Regions from separate parts of the Sus scrofa genome. Here region 1 is linked to region 2. Evidence: chromatin contacts called from public Hi-C data. All regions are on one chromosome and are shown on one strand. Each heading gives the region's core, a stretch centred on a gene start, on an enhancer-like site or on the middle of the called end of the contact. The rest is flanking DNA. Distances are from core to core; before and after follow the strand shown.

The links. A called contact is a pair of places that touch in the nucleus more often than the background predicts.
Region 1: a contact with region 2 is called in a Hi-C map of fetal skeletal muscle, with 4 times the contacts expected there. The contact joins two enhancer-like sites. A contact is called at or near these places in 1 of 47 Hi-C or Micro-C datasets (fetal skeletal muscle) and 1 of 2 datasets of contacts at active chromatin or transcription factors (skeletal muscle).

What each region holds. Positions count from the first base shown.
Region 1 is chr1:105,235,456-105,239,996 of Sscrofa11.1, forward strand. No RefSeq gene overlaps it. Among named protein-coding and RNA genes, the nearest start is that of TCF4, 160 kb to the left of the region's middle. Within about 2 kb of position 2,351, at least 32 of the 83 cell types and tissues checked have an H3K27ac peak or open chromatin away from gene starts, as enhancers often do. A contact at or near this core is called in fetal skeletal muscle and skeletal muscle, where this site is marked.
Region 2 is chr1:105,720,836-105,725,758 of Sscrofa11.1, forward strand. No RefSeq gene overlaps it. Among named protein-coding and RNA genes, the nearest start is that of TXNL1, 290 kb to the right of the region's middle. Within about 2 kb of position 2,551, at least 18 of the 83 cell types and tissues checked have an H3K27ac peak or open chromatin away from gene starts, as enhancers often do. A contact at or near this core is called in fetal skeletal muscle and skeletal muscle, where this site is marked.

The sequences.
Region 1 (4,541 bases), core at 1,101-3,600, 490 kb before region 2:
GTCTAAAGCTTTTCTCCTCAAATAACAGAAATTTCCTGAAGAATAAGGACACGACATGTGCCTAATTATTGCTAGTAAATCTATCAGTTGAAAAGAACATTAGCAAATGAATTTGGGCACCATTTGGTTGTTGGTTGTCCCAAATTGTCACACTATTTTTGTTTTGTTTTATTTAGGGCTGTACCCATGGCATATGGAGGTTATGATGTGGAGGTACCTTGCTCTAAGCTTTTCATAATCATTCTCCTCCACCTGCTCAGACCTTCACAGCTTGCTTTTATAGTTATCTGCCCTCTTCCCAGAGTCTTGGTACATTCAAACACTAGAACCCTTGCCTTTCCCAGGATAGGGGTCGAATCAGAGCTGTTGCTGCCTGTCTAGGCCAGAGCCACAGCAACGCTAAATCCAAGCCGAGTCTGTAACCTATACCACAGCTCATGGCAACGCCAGATCCTTAACCCAGCGAGCGAGGCCAGGGATCGAACCCGCAACCTCATGGTTCCCAGTCGGATTCGTTTCTGCTGTGCCACGATAGGAACTCCCTGTCACACCTTTCTTGAAGCCACTAATAGGAAATAAGAAAAATTCACTTGGACTTGTCTTTCTTAATATCATTTCCCCCCACTAATCTAAAGATCCTCCCAGAAAGTAATTAATTTCCCATTTTTCCTCTGTAACTAATCAAGATTAAAAACACTAATTCTCAAGTTCTTCTTTACCCCTTCCTTAGTCAATTCTAATTCTGCTCCTATCTAGTTATAAAAGCCCTCAGGCAATTTGCTTTGGGCTCTCTACAGGTTTCTGCTCTGTAAAAGGATTGGATTAAAACTCATACCCTTTTTCTCAAGTTGTGGAAACAATTCAATGAGATAATGCAAGTAAAGTTTTGGATAGATAGGTGCCTGGGGAAATATATTCCACCCCTATCTCTTCTTCGTAGGTTGGTATTTTATCTATCTAAAAGGCACAGAAACTAAAGGTTTTCTTGACCTTTTTTTTCTCCAGGGCACTAAATTCCTATTTCCTAACATTTTTCTAACAGACCTTATTTTCCCATCATGTACTTATTGCAACTTCTCCATTCCACATCATGTTAGAAACGGAACCTAACAGGGTTCGATAAAGCCAGTAACAAATTTCTTTTCCTTCTCCCTTTCCACTTAGCCCTCTCCCCCCAAAAAACCCTCCCCCCAAACAGCCCCCCCCCACCAAAAAAACTTCAAGAGTGACAGAGGAACAAGGCCCTCAAAGTTATCAATTAAATAATCTTCATCTTATGGTCAAAGAAAGAATGTTTCTTTGGGTTAAGAGAGTAGCTTAAAAATAAGGGGGAAAAAGGGTGTCTTTCCTTACTTCGTATTCATCAGCAGCATCCTTGGATTCCCTTTGTTTGCACAAGCGCAAGGTGCTGTGGGGCCCTTTAACACCTGCTTGGGTTCTTGTGAAAGCCTGTCTGATATCAAACATTCTGGATCACAGAGATGTTCATAGTGAATATGATACAATGAGCATGGGAAACGAAATATTTCCCATCCAGTAATATTTAATGTAAATGCTTTTAATAACTTGCTTATAAGGAATTCTTCTTGGTGGTTAAAACCAAGGAATTAGGGATCTAAGATACAACAACCAGAAAGAGAGTTGAAGCACTCCCTTCACGAGCTTCAGAAATATGAATTCTGTGTTCAGAAAACTTCCCACACTCTGGTTAATACATCCTCTGATTTAGAAAATGCCAGCAGCCCTGGCAGTTTCTGATGATGGATAATTTTTCCCCCCTTCAGGGCTCCAGACAGTTGGTGCTTAAGTGTCTACAATTTAAAGTTTTACATGTCTTCCTTGGGCTGTCATATGTTTACCTATCCCGTCCAGGACATCTCTCTAAATAATCTCTGAGTGGAGAATAACGATCCTTTCCTAGGAGATTTATCCGAGAAGGAACGTGCGCGGGGCCCTTCAAATTCCGAGGCTCAGATTTCGTTCCTGGCAGGTCAGATGGTGCGGTCTGTGGGCCCGAGGGATGCGCACAGCTGTCCCTACAAGAGGCACGGAGCACAGGTGCTCGGCCTCCCGCCGCTGAAGTCTCAGGGAAACTGCTGCACTGACATGTGAGTCGCAGGCAGTTTAACCTCGGATGCTCGACCCCTGAGGGCAAAAGAAAAAGTCTGAACCACCTACAGGGCTTCTGTCGCGATTAAAGCCCCTGTCCCTCTGCCGCCAGCCCTCCATCCACGCCGACATAGAGTCTTGGATTTGGATCTCGCTATACGAGCCTCCGCTGGCTACATCTCCATTATTTTCGCTGCGCGCGGTCCGGACCGGCTCGGCGGCGGAGGCCGAGCCTGTTTCGCTGGCCGGGGGGGCGTCCCTGTCCCCTGGCGGGCCACTGTAACTGCAGCCCTTTGGCCTGCGGTGGGCGTGCCCTCGTGCGCTCTTGCGGCGCCGCTATCTCTGTCGCCGACCGAGCGCCACGAGATCTTCCAACAAGTCGGGCTTGGAGCGCGCTCCTCGCGGTAGCCGCGCCGCCTCGGCGCGCCCGGCCGACCCTCCCGGAGCCAACCGCCCTGCGTTGTCGCCGCCGGCCTTGCCACGCGGTGCCTCCGCTCGGGCGCCAAGCGGCAGCTGCCTCGCCCGGCCTTATAGCTGATCATACTGCAGCGCGACACAGGGCCCCAAAAGGCGTCGTCTCCTCGGCTGCCCCGTGGTTTCTTTGCGGTTCAGCCTCCTTAACCTGGGGAGAAAGCCACATTTGATGGGATCTTTGATCAATCCTAGCGTTTCCTCCAGGTGTTTAGCTACCTCAGTTTTTCATTATTCTGCATTCCCTTTTGATTCAGTCATCTTTCCTCTTTTGGGTTGTGGGTTCTTCAAAGTTTAGACCTGGAATATTAAAACAACGTTATTTACAGTTTTATAATGGGGGCAAGGGCAAGCATGGGGAATTGGATGCTGAGTGGGTTTTTAATTTACAGACAAAAATCGTTTCACTGCCTGACTCAGGCTCTTAATTGTCCTCTCTGAACCTCAACTACTTCATCTATTAAAGTAAAATTTAAAACAGTTTTATCTCACCTGCCTTAAAGTAGAGGTTTGGTTAGATGACCTCATGAAGGGATCTTCCAGAGCTAGGATCTCTAAAAGATTTTGTGATCTGTAGTTTCAAAAGTTAAGATTAGAACTGTATCATTTCTTGAAAGTAGTGAGTGAAGAGCATTTTCTGTGCATCAAGTGTCAGAAGCAGGGGCTCTTTTTTCTCCCCCTCTCACCAGTTGGGGCAGGCTAGGGCTCTCTACACTCTGAATGTCACTGTCACAAACACACACTCCTGGAGTAGAGCTGGGGATTATTTAGTCCTTTAGGATTCTTTATACCATTGATTCTCTCCACTCATACTGATAATACAACAGTTAACTATATATTTAGAGTTTCTCCTCCTTGTCTCATGTTTTCAGAGAGAGAAGGGGGTGGGGAGAGAGGCTATTTCTCTTCTTTAAAATTAAAAAAAAAAAAATCAATCCCATTGATTAATGTAGAAAGTCAAAGACCCAAATCCCTTCCATTACTCTCCACTGTGATTAAAACTGAAGTGTTCTGAAAAATGTCATTTCAAATTGCAAGGAAGCAGAATCTCTCTTTCTCTCTGTCTCCCCTTCCCGATTTCTCTCTCTCTCTCTCTCTCTCTCTCTCTCTCTCTTTTTAAGGGAGACATAGAGATGTGCCCTTATGCTTTTTGATTCAGGAGTTTAAGAGGCCACAACTCAGAGCCAGCTGAGTTGACTGACCGCTGATTTTAGGTGTGCCCAAAGTGAGACAGTGCAGAGCCTTCCAGAAAAATCTAGAATATTACCTGTGTGTTTACATCGCTAAATTATTTCAGATATGTTGTTTTGACCCACCCTTTCCCTGGGATACAAGAGCCAACCTTCTCTGAGAGGGGGAGAAAAAGAAGGAAGATGTGTGAGCTCCCCCTGGTGCTCTTCTGTATTCAGGCGGATTGAAAAGAATTTCAGGGAAACAGGTCTACACGAGCAGAAGGGAAAATAAATTATCTGGATTATTTCTTTGTAAAAGGCCACTTCTGTGCTGCCAGGCAGGTTTCTGTTCAAGGTCTCTATGCTTGGATTCTTTATTTCACCTTGTCCATATAGACCTGGCTTTATTAGCTAATGTCACTTCTGTCAAGAGGTGGAGGAGAAATCTATGCCTTGTCAGAGAACATGCTGACAAAGCAAAATCTGAAGTGGGGATTTGCAGCTGCCCTGTGGCTGGGATTACTCCTGGAATCAAATTGGATTACTTTTTGTCTAGCATTGTTCTCATTGTTAGTCTACAGTTATTCATTTCACTGAATCATTTTCACACACTTCTCTTTGTGCAAGTAGGTATCACAAAGATACCCATGGGACTGGTACAAACCACATCGACCAGTAGGACCTTTAATTCTCAATCATATCTCCTATCCAGTAATATCCTATACTTTTAATGGCCTTTTTAAACACTCAGGGTCAGAGGTCTTGGTGGGGTCTGGTCCCCAGTCAAAG
Region 2 (4,923 bases), core at 1,301-3,800:
CACCTGGTATTGTGAGAAATTGCCAGTTTGGTGGTGTCGTGCTTTTTTCCCCCCACAATAGATGCTGTACAATGTCATGTCCTCAGGGTACATCCATCCCCTTTCCTCTTTCTTTAACGAATCCCCCAAAGAGATAGGTTTATAAAATACCTCCCCAAAAATGGGCTCTATTTATTCCCTCTCATTTTAGGAACACCCATCCAGGTGCATTTTGAGACAGCATGTATGCTTCATAGCTCTTTCAAATGTGACCTTGTACCCAACCTGCACCACACCACACCCTGGTGTAGTTGGCTAGGGCTGCTGTAACAAAGGACCACAGACCAGGTGGTTTAAACAACAGACATTATTGCCTCATGATTCTGGAGGCTTGAAGTCCAAGGGTAAGGTGTTGGCAGGGTTGATTTCTTCTATGGCTTCTCTCTTGGCATGTAGACAACCGTCTTCTTCCTGTGTCTTCACACATTGTCTTCCATCTCCGTGTAACTTTGTGTCCAAATTTCCCCTTCTTGTAAGAACATCAGTCATATTGGATTAGGACCCATTTGATCTCATTTTAACCTAATTACCTCTTCAAAGACCCAAATGTGGTCACATTCTGAAGTTTGGGACTTAAGAATTTTGGGAGTCACAATTCAGTTCATAACACTCTGTTTTTCCCCTGCCACCTCCAATTTTATGTCTTCTTACATGCAAAATACAATCGTTTCATCCCTACAGCCCCCAAATTCTTAACCCTTCCACTGTCAACTGTAAGAGGTTGCCTCAAACAGCTCAAGGTGCTGGCATTTGAAGAAGCAGAGAGGGATTAAAATAATGTCTCATTTTTACCAGAAACTTGAGTCTAGTCCTGGTTTCTAGCACCACAGAGAGAGGCTTTGACTGACTGGGCCACTTCCATGGGGAGAGTTGTGAAGTTCAGAACTTGGTTGGGAGAAAGAGACCTGTTTCTCCTGAGACCCCTGCACTAAACTTTCCGGGTGAATTGGGTAAGCATCTATGGCAAAGGAGAATGCATTTCCTATTGCCTCTTGCTCAAAAGGAGCTGATCTCCTCTGTTTTAGGAAAGGAATACAAGGAGCTGATTCAGCTTACACAGTGTAAAAATAGCTAGGTGGACAGCTTGAGTGAAACTTAGCAGTTCACCTGTTTTTCCTATTATCAACTGCATCAAGAAAGTGTATCAAAGATTGCAAAGTTAGAAGCCGTTGGAAAACCGAGGCTCTGTGGAAAAATGGCCTATCTTAAATTGAGAAGTGCTGGGGAGCTCGCTCGGATTGAAAACAGGCAGCTGCTTTGCATGCTTCCCCATGAACAGCTGCCAAGGGAACGGCAGTCAACAGGAAGCCTTGACAGTACTAGTACCACGTCGGGGAATGTACCTTGGAACATTTGCCATCAGTGGGATTCCAGCAGATCACATCTGCAGGGGAATGACTTGGGCTTCCCATCGTCATTTGCCAGCCTCCCGAAGTTCAGTTTTCCTTTCTGGCTAGCCCAAGAGGCATTTGCAGGTCAAGTTCATTTTCAATGGTGCAAGGCTGGGAACCTTTGCAGTAAAGAGCCGCATTTATTCATGTCCACCTACTTGGACGCCTACAATTTCTGATTCGTAACATTTTGAATGTGCTATTGGATCCTTTAGCCTGGCTCACCACCTGCAAATAGAACTTGCCAGAGGAGGTGAAGGGAGAAATGTAGATAGCCTTTGAAAGTTCTGTTGCTACCCCTGAAGGCCATTCTGGTACTTTAAGAAATCACAGTCTACACTCAATTCTACAAAAGCCTAAAAGGGTCAAGTTAGAGATTTGACAAGGGAGGGGGAAGTTGGGCTTTAGGGCTTACGAAATATATATGTGTGTGTGTGTGTATCAATATATAAAATATATTTTATATAAGCTATATAGAATATATATTTAAATATATATAAACTATGTAGAATATATATTAAAATATATATTTTATATAAACTATATAGAATATATACTTAAAGTTCCATGTATAAACTATTTTATAGTTTAAATATAAACTACATAATAAACTAAATATGTTATTAATAAACTATGTATATTAAGAATATACATTCTGTATGTAAACAAACATGCACCACACATACATACTCACTCATATTACATATACACACAATACATATACTCATTTTTTAAGAGAGAACAAGAGGCAGCTTGAGAATAGCAAACATGCCCCAGTTTGCCCATCCTTAAACAGTATTAGTTGAATCTATCATGTTGACAATAGCCCCCACTAAGGGCAGACCCAGCAAACAACAAGCGAGGCAGGGTTCCCTCCTGCTCCTCCCATATGCAAATTGTGGAATGCAAGGGGCCTATACCGGGTGTACCAGTGGACTAAAAATACCTGCCTGCTCCATCTCTGTGGGGCTCTGCTTCCCAGGCAACAGGGGCCCCAGAGGCCCAGGCCCTAGCCGGAGGAGGGGCAGGGGCCTCCGTCTGCACCAGAGCTAATTACCGGAGGACCTGGACAGGCAGCTGCTGGGCCCAACTCTGGGTTTGTGAGCGCTTTGCAAGGCAGTGGTTCTAACTTTAGATCTCCACTCCAAACTTTGATCTTCCAGCACTGCTTGGCTTTAGGCAAAACATAAACTTGAGAGCTGCAACATGTTTTTCAAATTTTATTCCCCTGGCAGTTCTAGAATAAGGACAGGAATTATTTTCAAATGAGAATCTTTGACTGCATAACACAGGCTTCCAAAATTAAGCAGAAACACATGGCGGGCTCTTATTATTAAATTTCCCTTGGAAAACAATGGTTTAAATTATGGGGGGTTGGGGGGGGACAGCAGTCTGATAAAACTTTGAAACGTGAAGCCTAAAGTTTAAAATTAAAAAAAAAAAAATAAAGCTCTAGTGGGTTTTTGTTTGTTTGTTTTTAGATCATTATGAAGTTGTTCTGGCCTGGCCATTATGATTCTGAATCTACCAATGAGTAAAAAATTGAATATTTTGGGTTTAAAATGTAAGTGACAGTTTTGAAAGCTGGAAATCAGGTGCTAAAGGGTTTCCTGGCGTTGAGGGAGAAATTTGGGCTGCCTGATTACAGCATCTCCCTGGAAAGCAAGCATTTAATAAGGAAGGTAGAATTTAACTGTATCCCTGTCTATACCTGATTCTGAGTGGTGTTTAGCAAGAAACAGAACCCTTCTGGCAAGTGGTGCTTGCCCTTGGCTAACGGTATTCAGATGGGCCACAAGGAGGGCCATTGGCAATTCCTATCATCAAAATTAATCAATGTGCCGCTTTCCTCTTCTCCCCACGCCATTCCCAGAAAGAGATTTGGGAAGAGGATGTTCTTCGAGGCTGTACTACCTTAGATCTCTCAGGCGCTATTTAATTCTCCCTTCCCTTCCAGGACTAAATCAATTGCTACCTCCTTGATGAAGCCTTTCTGATGACCTCATTTAGTTTCCCCACGCGCTCGTTAGCCCACATCCTGATCCTGTGTATCATTCATTTAGAACTTATGGTTTCCTGCTGATGTGGTTAGTGATCTCAAAGCTACCTTATAAGACCCACAGTGGTGAGACCCAGCTCTTTTCACCTTTTGCCTTCCCCATTGGGCCTAGCTCAGTGCCCCAGGCCCATGGCTGTGTTCCTGTGCTGGGGACAGCAGGGGACACTTGCAGTGCTCCGGTAAGGACAGGAACTTAATTTTTTAGCATCACCCCGAGAACGTCCTGGGCAACAAATGTGAAGGGAAAAAACCCAAACTCCCTCCACCCCCGTCCCAAAGCCACCCTCAAAAGAGAGCTCGGTGGCACCATCAGATGGAGGTTGGACAGCTGGCTGGACAGTTAATACCACTGTGACCACTAAGCTGGACAGAAAAATGGAAGGGGAGATGAGAGAGCAGTGATCCCTACTTTGATTCTGCAAATAATGTTTTTTCTAACATTTTGTCAATACTCATAACCCCACTCCACTTTGGAGACCTGGCCTGTTTTTTAAGCTTTTCTAATTAAAGACAGGATTTCTGCACCACAGATGGTTAGTCTTAATGATATCAACCACCACCTCCCCCCCCCACACACATAGGTGTGTCCTGTACCATCTTTGCAGCATTTTTGAAACAGTATGAATAACAGTTGTAGGAAAACAAGAGCATCATTCACAAAACTTTGTTTAGGTAACTGAATTCCAGTTTGAAATAATTTCCTTTTCAATTATAAGAAACTTCCCTTCCTTTTTTTCTAAAAAGCCAAGCTAAGAAGCTCATTCACCATTAGGGGTGGGAATTACCTTGCCTGGCTCATGAGAAGATATCATGGGTCCAGAGAAAGAACTTTGCCTGGCTGTTGTCAGTGATTTAAGGTCTGGTCCAAGTATGGTCTTCAGAGCAGCATCACTGTCTGAGAGCTGGTTAGAAAAGCAGCACCTTGGAGTTCCCATCGTGCACGGTGGTTAACGAATCCGACTAAGAAGCATGAGATTGTGGGTTTGATCCCTGGCCTTGCTCAGTGGGTTAAGGATCCAGCGTTGCCGTGAGCTGTGGTGTGGGTTGCAGACACGGCTCGGATCCTGTGTTGCTGTGGCTGTGGTGTAGGCCGGTGGCTACAGGTCTGATTCGACCCCTATCCTGGGAACCTCCATATGCCGCGAGAGCGGCTCAAGAAAAGGCAAAAAGACAAAAAGATAAAAGAAAAGTAGCACCTTGGTTTCTACTCCAGACCCTCGGAATCAGAATCTCCATTTTGACAGGATTCCCAGACCCACTTGAATGTCAATATTGACTACAACTGAAAGGCCTTCTCCCACCAATCTGTCCCTTCAGCCTAAAATGGTCACTATAGAGATTTACAAGGTGGGGGTTATCCATGCGTTTTTTTCACATTTAAGTAGCCAACTCACCCAAGAGAAATTATTTATTGAGGCAATCAGCTACTTGATT